Regions from separate parts of the Mus musculus genome. Here region 1 is linked to region 2. A link is a contact called in public Hi-C data. All regions are on one chromosome and are shown on one strand. The core of a region is the stretch at or near the end of the contact, and the rest is flanking DNA. Distances in the headings are between cores, read along the strand shown. Region 1 has its middle 290 kb from the start of Hsfy2. Region 2 overlaps 9130227L01Rik (RIKEN cDNA 9130227L01 gene).

What was found. A called contact is a pair of places that touch in the nucleus more often than the background predicts.
Region 1: a Hi-C map of cortical neurons shows a contact between it and region 2, with 1.9 times the contacts expected there. The contact joins two enhancer-like sites. A contact is called at or near these places in 3 of 484 Hi-C or Micro-C datasets (cerebral cortex and cortical neurons) and 1 of 9 other capture datasets (embryonic stem cells).

What each region holds. Positions count from the first base shown.
Region 1 is chr1:56,340,780-56,346,633 of GRCm38.p6, reverse strand. No RefSeq gene overlaps it. Among named protein-coding and RNA genes, the nearest start is that of Hsfy2, 290 kb to the left of the region's middle. Within about 2 kb of position 1,478, at least 4 of the 459 cell types and tissues checked have an H3K27ac peak or open chromatin away from gene starts, as enhancers often do. A contact at or near this core is called in cortical neurons, where this site is marked.
Region 2 is chr1:55,955,809-55,962,078 of GRCm38.p6, reverse strand. It overlaps 9130227L01Rik (RIKEN cDNA 9130227L01 gene), which reads right to left. Exons shown (of 6, transcript NR_045837.1): 3 at 5,135-5,244; 4 at 4,073-4,434; 5 at 917-1,094. Among named protein-coding and RNA genes, the nearest start is that of 9130227L01Rik, 28 kb to the right of the region's middle. Within about 2 kb of position 1,613, at least 3 of the 459 cell types and tissues checked have an H3K27ac peak or open chromatin away from gene starts, as enhancers often do. A contact at or near this core is called in cortical neurons, where this site is marked.

The sequences.
Region 1 (5,854 bases), core at 229-2,728, 380 kb before region 2:
GCCTTTTAAAAATCTTTACACTTCAGTGTCACTTGAATCTGTTTATTCTCAGTGTGTGTGTGTGTGTGTGTGTGTGTGTGTGTGTGTGTGTGTGTGTGTGTGTGTATTCCCATTGTGATTTAGTATAGTGGGTTTTGTCTAATGCTGCTTGTGAATTTGGGTCCCCCAAATTGCACAGGGATCTGCATGCCCACAGGCAAGACTCTGAGGGAACCTGGTTTTAATTGGTAAATAAACTTGCTGTCAGCCAATGCCTGGGTGGGACAGACAGAGGTGGCACTTTTGGATTCCTGGGCAAGGTTCTGAGGAAAGAGGAAGGGAGAGGAGATTCACCATGCTGGGAGAAGGTGGAGAAGAGGAGATGCTAAGACTGAGAAGGTGCAGGACAGAGAGCATGTAGGAGCCAGGAGAGGAAGGTCCTCAGAGGGCTGCCCGACTGGATCCAGGACAGCCAGGACAGGAAAGATGGAATATAGATTTTACTAAGTAACGAGTTGGGAATATCAGAGGGAGGTGAACTAGCCACATGGAGGTTAGGAAGTGGCCCAGCCACTGAGCTGTTTAAGGCATATCAAAAAATAAAGGCTGTGTGTATGTCTCTTTCATTCAGGAACCCAGAACATTGGGGCCACCACTGGGATGGACTGTAGCAGTTTAATTGGGTACTGCTATGATTTAGTAAACATTACTCATCAGCCCCTTTGTGTGTATTTGATGCCAGAGTTACATTCTTCTTCCCTTCAGATTGAGAGTTCCTCTTAATCCCTTAGTTTCTAGGGGCTAAGAAAATCCTCTCTGCAATCTCATCTGGTATACAAACCTTATGTAGAAATAAATATTTCAACAGTGCTGACACCATCAAAGAGAGCATCAAGCAGTGCGACCTTACCCAGGAGTAGAACTCACACATCTCTTCTGTTTCCTTTTTAAGGAGGCTTTCTAAATTAAAAAATTGCACTACGTACCAATTATTTAACTTGTGTCTTGCTTTAACGTTCCCAGTTACTCTACCTCTGAAGGACAAAGTAAAAGACAGGCAATACAGCCCATTTGTAACCGTGGTTGTAAATAAGTATTTGGTAGGTTCAAAAATGCCACCTAGAGAAAAACACATGGGTTTCACTTCTGAAAGTCTTTAAGGAATTAGCCAAGGCTTCGTATGTTACTGTATGATAACCCCCAAATACTGAATGCATTATTGAGGGGGCTTCATAATTAAGTGATTTTTATTTTATTAATTTCTCAAACTGCTTTGGCCTAGTGAACCATGGCTCCAACTACAGAAGGTAGAGAGCATCGGCTTCAGGCCAAGTGCTGTCAAAGATAAGAAATGGCTCCGACAGACATCAATCTGTTACTGTTCACAAGGCTGTCTCTCCTCCCCTTCTCCTTCCAGCTATTAAGCAACAGTGTCAGTCATGGGCCTGTTCCTCCTTTCTCTTTTTATTAATGATTTAACATGGATATGTCAGTACTGCTCTATACATCTTTATGCAGACGGCACGACTGTGCATTTTAATGGCAAATCTGTTTCTCACTTAACTACTGAACTGCAAAAAGACTTTGGCAGACTGGTTCCAGGAAAACAAACTGGTTTTAAAAGCAGCAAAAACGAAAACAATGCTTTTTGGCTCCACAGCTCATCCAAGCTTGAATAGTGATTACTTCAAAAGCCAGACTCGTTTGAGAACATGGTTTATAAGGAAATTTTAAAATATAGGCTCAGCTTGAGTATGTGGTAAAAGCATCAAAGTTTGGACTGGACTAAAGAGACATGTTCCTTAAATTAAATCAGAGTGAGTTCTAACCATATATAATAATTCTCACTTATAAATCCTAATTAAATGTTTCCATTATTCAGCTTTTAAACACCAGCCATTAAAAATGAATTGTTTTTAAAATACTAGTGTTTAATGTAAATATTCAAAAATATCAAATGTATGCATTTAATAATTTATAATAATATGAAACACCTGAATCAAATATAAGTGATATTTCACTTATAACAAATATAACACATTATAATCAGTAAGAATTATTTTAAAAATCGTATGTTTTAAAATCTCTATAATTATATTGACTTTCCTTTATATATCTTCATTTCTCTTTCTCTTTCTCTATTCTTACTCCTCTACATGTTTTTTACACAAATGTCTTCGTATTTCGAATAAACTTTCTTTAGGGGTTGGCAAGATGGCTCAGCAGGTAAGAGCACTAACTGCTTTTCTGAAAGTCCTGAGTTCAAATCCCAGCCATCACATGGGGCTCACATCCTCCCCCCGACCCCCCCATAATGAGATCTGACGCCCTCTTGTGGTGCATCTGATATTATACTTATGCATAATAATAAATAATTTTAAAAAAGTAAACTTTCTTTAAAGCTCATAGTCATTTAACAACTGTTAAACTCGATTTATTGAATTTAATTCTATTTTTTTAACAGGGGAACAGATAAGTCTCTTGTAAACTCTTACCAGCCAGAGAATTTTTATATTTGTTTCGTTTCTGTTTGAGTCTACAGATCAAAAATATGCCTTAACACATCACAAGGTATACCAAAGCAGGAAGAGCTTCAACAATCTCATCCACAGTTCCAAGCCTATAATGAATTTTGGGATTACTTTATTTAACAAACATTAAATTTATATAGCAAATCAAAAAGAATCTGCTCTAGTGAGACTGGAAAAGCCCAAGAATTTTCTGTTCACTGACTTTTTCTTTTGCCCTCCAGTTTTCTGGAAGAGCAGTTTCAAGTCATCTTTAGATAACTTCCTTTGTTAACTAGATAACAAAATATATTTCTGGGGGGGTGCGGGTCATAGACTTGCTCAAGGTAACACAAATAGCAAACAAACAGACAAGCAAGCAAACAAATAAATAAGTGAGCCTGTGTCCCAGATGTGAGCCAAGCATCTCCTGAAGCCTTGAAACAATGGAATCCCTATTCCTAAATCACATGGTGCAGAAGGCCAATCATTGCCAACATGGAACATGAGGAACATAATACAGAAGTGCCATTAAGGCCTCTCAGAGCTCCAAGGAATGAGACCTCTGCATCCTGCTGAATTAACTGAGTCCCAGAATTTTCTGGAAGTGTCGGTCTTGTGTAAGATGTGACCTGAAGACCAGAAAATACATCTATTCTTTCCTCATAACCTTACTATAAATTCAAGAGTTATGGAGGCACAGGCTATGAATTAACATGGAAATCCCGTTAAAATGTCCATTTTAGTAACTATAGTATTCAGTCATAGCTGGGGTTACTTTGTTTTTAATATCACTTTGAGATTACATGGGAGATATGCTTCAATGTTTCACCACTACACATACACCCACACCCCCCCACACACACACATACACACACCGTGGTCCTGTACAAGTGGCAATAGTGGAGTGTCTGACAACAAGAAAGAATAAAAACCAAAAAACTGCAATTATGTGGTTTCAAATATTCAATAATAATAAGAAGAAGCTGAGAGCAAAACTCTTTTAGAACTCCAGAAAAGCAGTCTCCTTCTACAACACATGTAAGTACAGTGTGTTGTGTTCTAGATCCTCTGCCACATATCCTGTCCCCTGTATTTTATTTCAGCCAGGTCAGAATGAAGATTTCTAAAGATAAAAACACAGTATTTATTGAGGAAAAACAAGATGAATAACATTATTAAGATTTCTAATCTAATGAGGAATAAATTAATCCTAACTCACATGGCTGCTGATCACAACTCTTATGTATCTGCCATCTAAGCATGCTCATAACAGCATTTATAACCATAAATCAGGGAAGAGTTGCTTTGTGAACAGTGTGTATATTTTTTAAAGTATCACTTAAGGTATTCGTTCATGACAAAGTATAATGTCACTTTCGTTTTATCATAAATACAGGGAACGCAAGATCAATTCTTGGCACAAAGTTATCTGCCACAAGTAAATGTTGTTTGAATATATCACAAGTGATTTATTGCCATTGTTATGATTCTTCATGCACTGAGTTAGTTGGTCTCATCCTTTTATAGATACATTGACTTCTTTCCCTGCATCTTCCTCAACTTGTGTCAGGTGACCTCCCCGCTCAGTAATATAAATCTAAGGCGATGACGTGATAAATGGTTTTGCAGAATGAATGAGTTTTTTTATTTCCACATATACACTACTCATTCTTAATGTGGAAGAAAATGTAAAGTTGGATTGTCAATTTATTTTTAAAATCAGTGATCCATCAGGTTAAGTCTATTCGTCCACTGTGTTCAAGTAACCATGGCTGCCAGGGATCCAGCCAACAGTACCCTGTCCTTTAGTAGTTTGCTTTCAGATAAAGGCACTGATAAACTGACAAATACTGTAGATATACCCACTGGATGCCAGTAGCTCCTGCCATCTTTATCAGAGCCTATATAGCTAAGAGAACAGTGAATGGGAGGAATGCTGTTTAGTCAAAGACACCAATTTCTCAAATAACTAAAGCCAATCTTAGTTGAAGGCAAACCATTACTGATGTAAGAAAAGATTCTTAGTGTTTCTAAACATGCTGGGAAATTTAATTTGAAGCAATAATCACGTGAAGAAAATTATGAGAACACTTTCTGTTGAGGTCTACACTTGTTATATTAGAAATTTGGGGGAAATTTAATTTCTAACCCAGCAGATATATTGACATGTAATTCATATTTATAGTAATATAAGAATCTATTCTCCATCCACCTCACAGTTTTTTAGTCCAATCATAGAATGGTATAGTCATCACCATAGCTGGTTTTATGCCTCCATCACTTCAGAGAGAAGTCCCTTGCCTATTAGTAATTACTTCCCATTTCCCACCCCCCTTAGCCCAAAAAATCATCAACGTATTCCTTCTGTTTATAGTTTGCTTGTTTTTGGCATCTACTTTAAATGAATCATATGGTTGTTAGTCCTTTGTTACTGTCTTCTATAGCTCACTCAAACTGTTCATTTTTTCATGACCATTTCTAGGAGTGTGCACATTGTAGCATGGACTAAACACAGAAAAGCAGTGTAATAGCTAAGTGGCTACACTCCCAAGTATATAATATTCTGAAGAGAAATAAAGACACATATCCAAACACATATGGCACACAAATGTTCAGAGCTTTATAGTGATCAAAATGTGCAAATAAACCAAGGGTCCATCTACTGATAAGTGACTGACACCATACATATAATATGTTAGACCATGATAGAATATGAACACAACTGCAAACTATCCAACTCTGTTTTCACACAGGATTCAGAGTTTTGCATTTTGGAACTAAGAAATAAGGGTACCAGAAATACAAAACTCAGTACAAAGATGCTGCATCTAGAGGAGGCCTTGTTCCTACTGTTCAAACTTGTCTTAAGTAACAATGATGCCGTAGAAAACAAAGGGCTGTGCTTTTTGGTAGAAATAAATATACCATTCTATAGAGGTCTCTCTGAGTATCTAACACCAGGCTCTTCTCTTTCTGCAAGGCACCATTCATGTTAGCACTCAAATGTAAATGCTCTTTTTTTGAAGTGAGTATCAGGTTTTAAAATAAGACAACTTACTTTAAAGATGATTTCAGAAGAGCAGTCAGAACTGAGTAAAATTTATCTTTATGTCTAAAAATCATCACTAATAGTAAGATATTTCACATCATAATTGTATGTTCTACATATAGATGTAAGGATTATAAATCTTTTTCTGTGTTTTGCGCCTCATTCTTACTCTTTCATTTCTTTTTATTGAGAAACACAGAATATGATAAGTTTGGGATTTTTCCACATAGAAAAAACTAGAATTTATCATAGTTTCTATTTTAATTGGATAGTTGATTATATATACATGTTAGTATGAACATATTAAGTGGTAAGT
Region 2 (6,270 bases), core at 364-2,863:
TTTTGAGTATCGAGATGAGGACTGTAGCATGAAATAGAAATATGAAGTCAATCCCACGCTACCACTACCGCCAGCTGGGCACCAGTGGGCAGGCCAGGCACTGGCGGGCAGGCCGACCTGTTCTCATGTTCTCATCTTGGGACTTACTTTCTCTCTCTCTCTCTCTCTCTCTCTCTCTCTCTCTCTTCAAAACTATTTCAAAACTATTTCAAAATTAACAGGTAACACAAGTGGCACCACAGCTAACCTCCTAATTTGTAAGTCATTCTAAGTTAAATCCCCCGGTAACGGATCCCAGTGGATCTGCCACCTGAACCAGGGGTCTCTGCTACCTACACTTTGACCTCCACCTGTCTTCCCGTCCAAAAACAAGACCTTTTTCTGCCTCCTCTTACCCTCTCAACCCAGAAGTCCCGCTTACCCCTTGCCCAGTGATTGATTCCTAGAAATATTCATTAGGGAAAGGTTCACAGGAAGTTACCTGAGTATGTGATTCACTCCTTATCCCAGGCAGCCCCTCCTAGGGAAGCAGAATTAGCATCAAGATACAAACAGCCCCAGGGCTACCCACAACAGAGGATGAAGGACTCATCATAGGTTTAAAAGCATGGAAGTCAACTGGTGATCTCAAGAGACTATCCTGGAGTGTGGAGGAGAGAAGGGAGGTGTTTGGGGACATCATTCAGATACAACTTGTGGAGGGACTCTGTTCGAAAATGGACCAATAAATGGGGAGATGGTAGGTTGAAACACGGGTGGAAAAAAGCAAGTGAAATTGTGACAGGAGAGCGAAATTTAAGATGAACAGAGAATGAGTTGCTTGGGCTGCTTTCAGAAGGGACGATAACGACGTGATCCACCAAGAAGGAGAGAGTAAACGCCTGGGAGGCAAGCAAAACTCTGAATATCGACTTACCCCACAACACATCAGGTTAGATGATTCTACAATCTCTCTGATGGGTAGCTATGAACTGATATAAAAAGCCATTGCGAGTGCACCAGATGCTGTTGGGAACCTCAGAAGTGTAGCCCTGTGAAGGGTCCATACCATGAAGTGGTCCTCGGAACTGCCATCCAAGTAGATTCTACTGGATCTGGGGAGAGGGAAGAAACAAGAAATGGGTAAAGGAGTGGAGTGTCACAGACATCCTTAAAGGTGATATTTCATTCTCACTAAAGATCGATTGTTTATAACCTTGGTTGTGGGCCACGTGATTGTATGTATTATCTATGGTTCTTCCCAGAAGTGAGACAGAGACAGCAAGACTGGGGGTATGATAATAAAACTCTGGGTATTATGCAACGTACCCTGAACTCCAAAAAAGAATGGCAGAAAGAAGGAAATCCCAAAAAGTACAAACATACCCACACAAGACAGAAGCTTTCTAAATTTCTATTAGCCTCCCCGGGAAGGCAAATGTCTGTCTCAATACCTGAGACTGTTTTTTACTCAATTGTGGCTGCATGTGCTTTAAAAATGAACTGTGGATTCTTTGCTGAGGAAATGTCTTGATAACATAATGAATATTAAATACATCTCAGACCCACACAGGCGGTTCAGTAGTCTTTTTGTGGCAGCTCAGGAGTGCCCCCTACAGGCTGACGTTTAGAACGCAAGTAGAGGACCGGGAAAAGAAGCGGCATGTCTGAGGAGTCTCAGGGAACCTCCAAGGAAGGTTAGATACCTCAGCTGAGGAAGGACAAGAGGAAACAGGCACACAGCATGAATTCTTACTTTTCACTTTTTTTTTCTTTTGTGAACAGTAAGAAGTGAAAAACTTGTGCATGCATTTTCCTTTATTCAAGCACTATCTCCTATCACCCACGATAGTGAAAACTCATTAGTATAAACTGCTTTCATCTTTTGGTTGAAATCAATATCAATATTTGAAAACCCATGAAAATCAGTAAAAATACGATTAGCTGCTACCCGTGCAAGGAAAAGAGACCCACCTGTATCTAGTATCAGAAATGATTTGCATTTGATATCTGTAACATAAAAAGGAAATGCAAACATGTTTCTTAAAATGAAGATAGGTGAGCTCTGGGCTGAAATTTTATTCCCTTTTTCATTAAAAAAAATTTTCACGGGCAGGGGGAAGGACTTTCATCTACTTAAAATATTAATAATTATAAAAATACAAGCCATTAAAAGGCATAAAAATATATGCTATGACTATCAGTAATTTTTTACATAATAATGTAAATGATACATGGATATGTATTTCTGTGCTGGTGCACAATATGATGCAGTGTATAAATATATTAAAATAAATTAGAAGTAGAAATTTTATAGCATATCACTTGACCCAATTTTTAAAATCCATATGTCCTGATAAATGTCACTGTAATTTCCATTTGAAAGAGGAAAGGAAGGGCAAAATATTCACTAAAACTCTTTAAATGTTTTACTAGAGAGATTTTTGAATACTAATAATAGTGCAGTTTAAGTTATGAATGTATTTGATTTTGTAACTATTAAATTAAAGCCCAGAATTACATAAGTGCTCAGCATGGACACAACATGTTTATCTAAATTAACAGCCTTTTTACATGATCTTTGAATAAATGCAGATCTTTGGAAAACTTCATTTAACATCATAAAATGTTCATTTAGAGTCAATTTCAGATACATTCATAAGATATACATAAATGTATGTGATTAAATTGACAGATTATGCTCACAACCCTTCTTACAAACAGTGTTTTTTCCTACAGAAAGAAGAAATCAAGGTCATGGTTTGGTGATTTGTTTCCCTTGTGAAATTTTATAACATATATAAATATATATGTCCCAATATTTAAATTGCATAACAACATTATGAGGTCTATGTTTTCCGTAGGTGATGAAAGTCAGTGTAGTTAAGAAGCGCTGTTCGACACGTCAGTCTCCCTCCGTGGTGTTCTAGTGTCTGGCCTAATCGCTTTGCCTCTGTTGTCCTCACTGTCACAACAGGCATGGGAGGTGCCCTGATGGAGTCAGAACTACAGAAACGCCTACTTTAAAAAATTAGTGTATAGGCCCCACAAGTCTATACTAGAGGTAGTTAGCTTGTGATTCACTTAGTCACCTTACAAAATATGGTCAAGTGTACTTTAAAACAAAAATTATAATTTTAATAATATGTAAAACATTCAGCACCATAATTATTCTATGAGTTTAAATGTTAAAAGTGAGGGGAGAAGAGGGTGGGAAAGAAAGAAAAGAAAGAAAGTGAGAAAGTGAGAAAGTGAGAAAGAAAGAAAGAAAGAAAGAAAGAAAGAAAGAAGCAAAACAGCCCAGTGATTTAGGCAAATTAAATATTTATTAAAAATGACATTGTTTCAGAAGAAAACCTTAATACACCCAAGCAATAAATATGCAATGTATGTGTATATGTGTGTGTGTGTGTGTATATATATATATATATATATATATATATATATATATATATATATATATATATATATTTATGTATATGTATACAGTCTTTATTTTGGAAATGTATCCAAGTTCAATTAAAACAATTTTGAATGAACTTTTAATGAAATTTAAAAGAGTTTGGGCTTGCATGTATTTCTTTGGTGTTTTGAAAAAAAGTCTTAAGTTCAGTCATTTCCTTGCACCCCAGAAAATTCCGACATTTTTCAGAAAGGCAATTTCTTTCATACTATCCCTACCATGAAGAATGCTACCTTTTTTGGCTAATACAAAGAAACCACAATTAACAGTGAAGCCATAAATACTTTCTGTGCTAACCACAAATGGCCTTTCCCATAGAGAAATGGCTTACATGTGTTCTGAATGTGTTTGGTTTCGTTTTGTATGGAAGCTGTGGGTATGTTTTTATCTAAGAAAAGAACGTGGCACGCACATGGACAGCTTTCTAAAATGAGAAACAATCGCTGAATTTAATCGGGGCCAGGAATTCAGAATTAAGCTACATGGGGATGGTTGGGGATACTCTGGATTTGGGGATACTTCCCCAAACTTGACCAAACCTCCCCAGGCTCTCAGTGCGCCAAGGTAGCATGTCCCTTGCCTGCCTGCCTAGTTAATCGGCCTGTCCTCTGTGGCTCTCAGCAGACATACCCAGGATGCAGTTCTTTCGCACTTCCGCAGTTCACAGTTCCACTTCCGGAGTGGAACCTGATGCAGTCCCTTTCTCAAGGACCGCTGTGTGACTTTCCAGTCCAGCAGTCCTCTTTTGTAGCAGCATGTGAGGCTCTCTGTACCTAATGTCTGCTATGAACAGACTGTGGAAAATCCCACAAGGTGACATTTCCAGTCATTCTCAATTTGAATAGGAAAAGATCTGGGTGATTTTGTTGAGCGTTGTTCACATTCTGCAAAAACATAGGAGAGGGGAAAGCTTTTCCAACTGGTCTTTCCTCTTGTCCATACCCAGGAGTCCTTGCAAAACGTTTTGAGTAGAAATTATATTGAATTGCATTCTGTAGATTTTTTTCCGTGGTCATACATAAAATAAAATGAAGAAATCAAATTGAAAATCAGAATTGGTTAAAGTTGATCTCCACCCAACTGGACACATGCCCACAGTGTATTATTTCTAAGCAAAAGATTTGCTCTGCACAGCGTATCTTTGGAAACCTTTCTGTAGCAAGTAGCCCACTAAAGTCCTCTGTTTCAAGTTTATCTTTACAAATCTATAGGATTACTGAAGAATAAGAGGACAAGCCTCTTATTCACAAGATTAAAGCAATAAACGGAATATTTGTTCTTTCAATCCTTGTACTTTAGCTGTGCAAAGAGAATTAGTAATTTTAAATGAAGTAAACTATTTTTAAAACACTGTAAAAATGTGTTTTTTAAACCTGGGCATTCAATGCACTAAAACTAATTTTAAAATAAAATAAAATAAAATCATTCAGAAAAAAAAGTGAAGCCCATTGTTTAGCATCACACAGACCTGTTAATTTAGCTATCAATTGCCTAGTGTGATTATTGAGTTTATAATTAATTGCAAAATGGCTATTCATGATGTTTATGATCTGTAATTCAAAGTCAGGGTCCTGCTGGTTAGTGCTCAAGAGTAACAGGTTTAGGAGGAATAGTCAGTAATTAAACAGGTGGGTCCTTCTTCCCCAGAAAGAGAAAGAATGCACTTATTCACAGCTAGAGGTCTTCACTTACCAGAATAACTATCCATTTTCCATTTTGTTTCGAACTGTGTAGTATTAAAACCTGGAAATCCTTTTCTTATTTCCATCCATTAGGGTTGTTAAGAGTTTGCATAGACAGTCCTACATTAGAGAAGAAAGAGTCACAGAGTGTAACACAGACGGTACTCCATATTCAAAACCTTGTTAAGTGTTCACTGCTAAAGAGACAGACACCTAGAGGTATTTGAGTTTTAGTTATGGCTAAAAACTTAATGATATAAAATACAATGTTTCTTTAATAAAAAGCTATTTTTGGTTGATTATTCTAAGAGCTTCTTAAAAGAAATTGTAAGACATTCCAGAATGAAGTGTGAGCCAATTCTTGTGGAAAATGGTATGATTACGACAGCTTTTAAAGTACGGTTTGCTTTATTACAGTTCTACCTCTTGTCACCCTTAAAGTCAAAACAGGTTTTAAAAAAATATCAAGGAGTGGGAATCAGAGAGGAAAATTAAAAAAAAAAAACTTATGAGATATTTACCGGCATCTCCTCAAATAATTTAGCTCATACAGTGGAATAACTTTGTTCTCTCTGATCTGTCTCCATTTTCAAAACACCTCAATTCACAATACTAAGGAAAAGGCAAATACAGTCCCAGGGCCTGTTAGGATCAGTTTGCAGCAGCATGAATGCAAAAAGTGACTCGTCCTAGAAATGAAGTCCTTAATAGCGGCTTTCACTTTTTACATAAACCACGTTTACAGATAACTATCAGAAATTGTCCATTTTCATACTTTACCAAGGAATTGCCATTCATTTTCCAACTCTGGGAAGTTCCCAACAGGGACACATGAGGCTCTTCATCCATTCTGGTCGGCTGTTTCCTAACGTGAAGCTCATAAGCCGCTTACTTGAGAATTTAACTCTGAAACTTGCTTAAGATTCGACTCATAATCTCACTAGTGACCCAGGGAATGACCAGTGGACCTAGACATTTTTCTAGGTCGGCAGGCACTCAGGGTTAGTGGAATAAAAACACTTTACCAGGGCGTTCTAAGGCCACAGTTCCTTTGTCCTCTGCAACTGGACCCGCACCCAGCATATGAGTTGGCTGAGTGGACAGCAGATGCAAAGTAGAGCTGGTCCTGTGGCCTCTGGGCAGAGC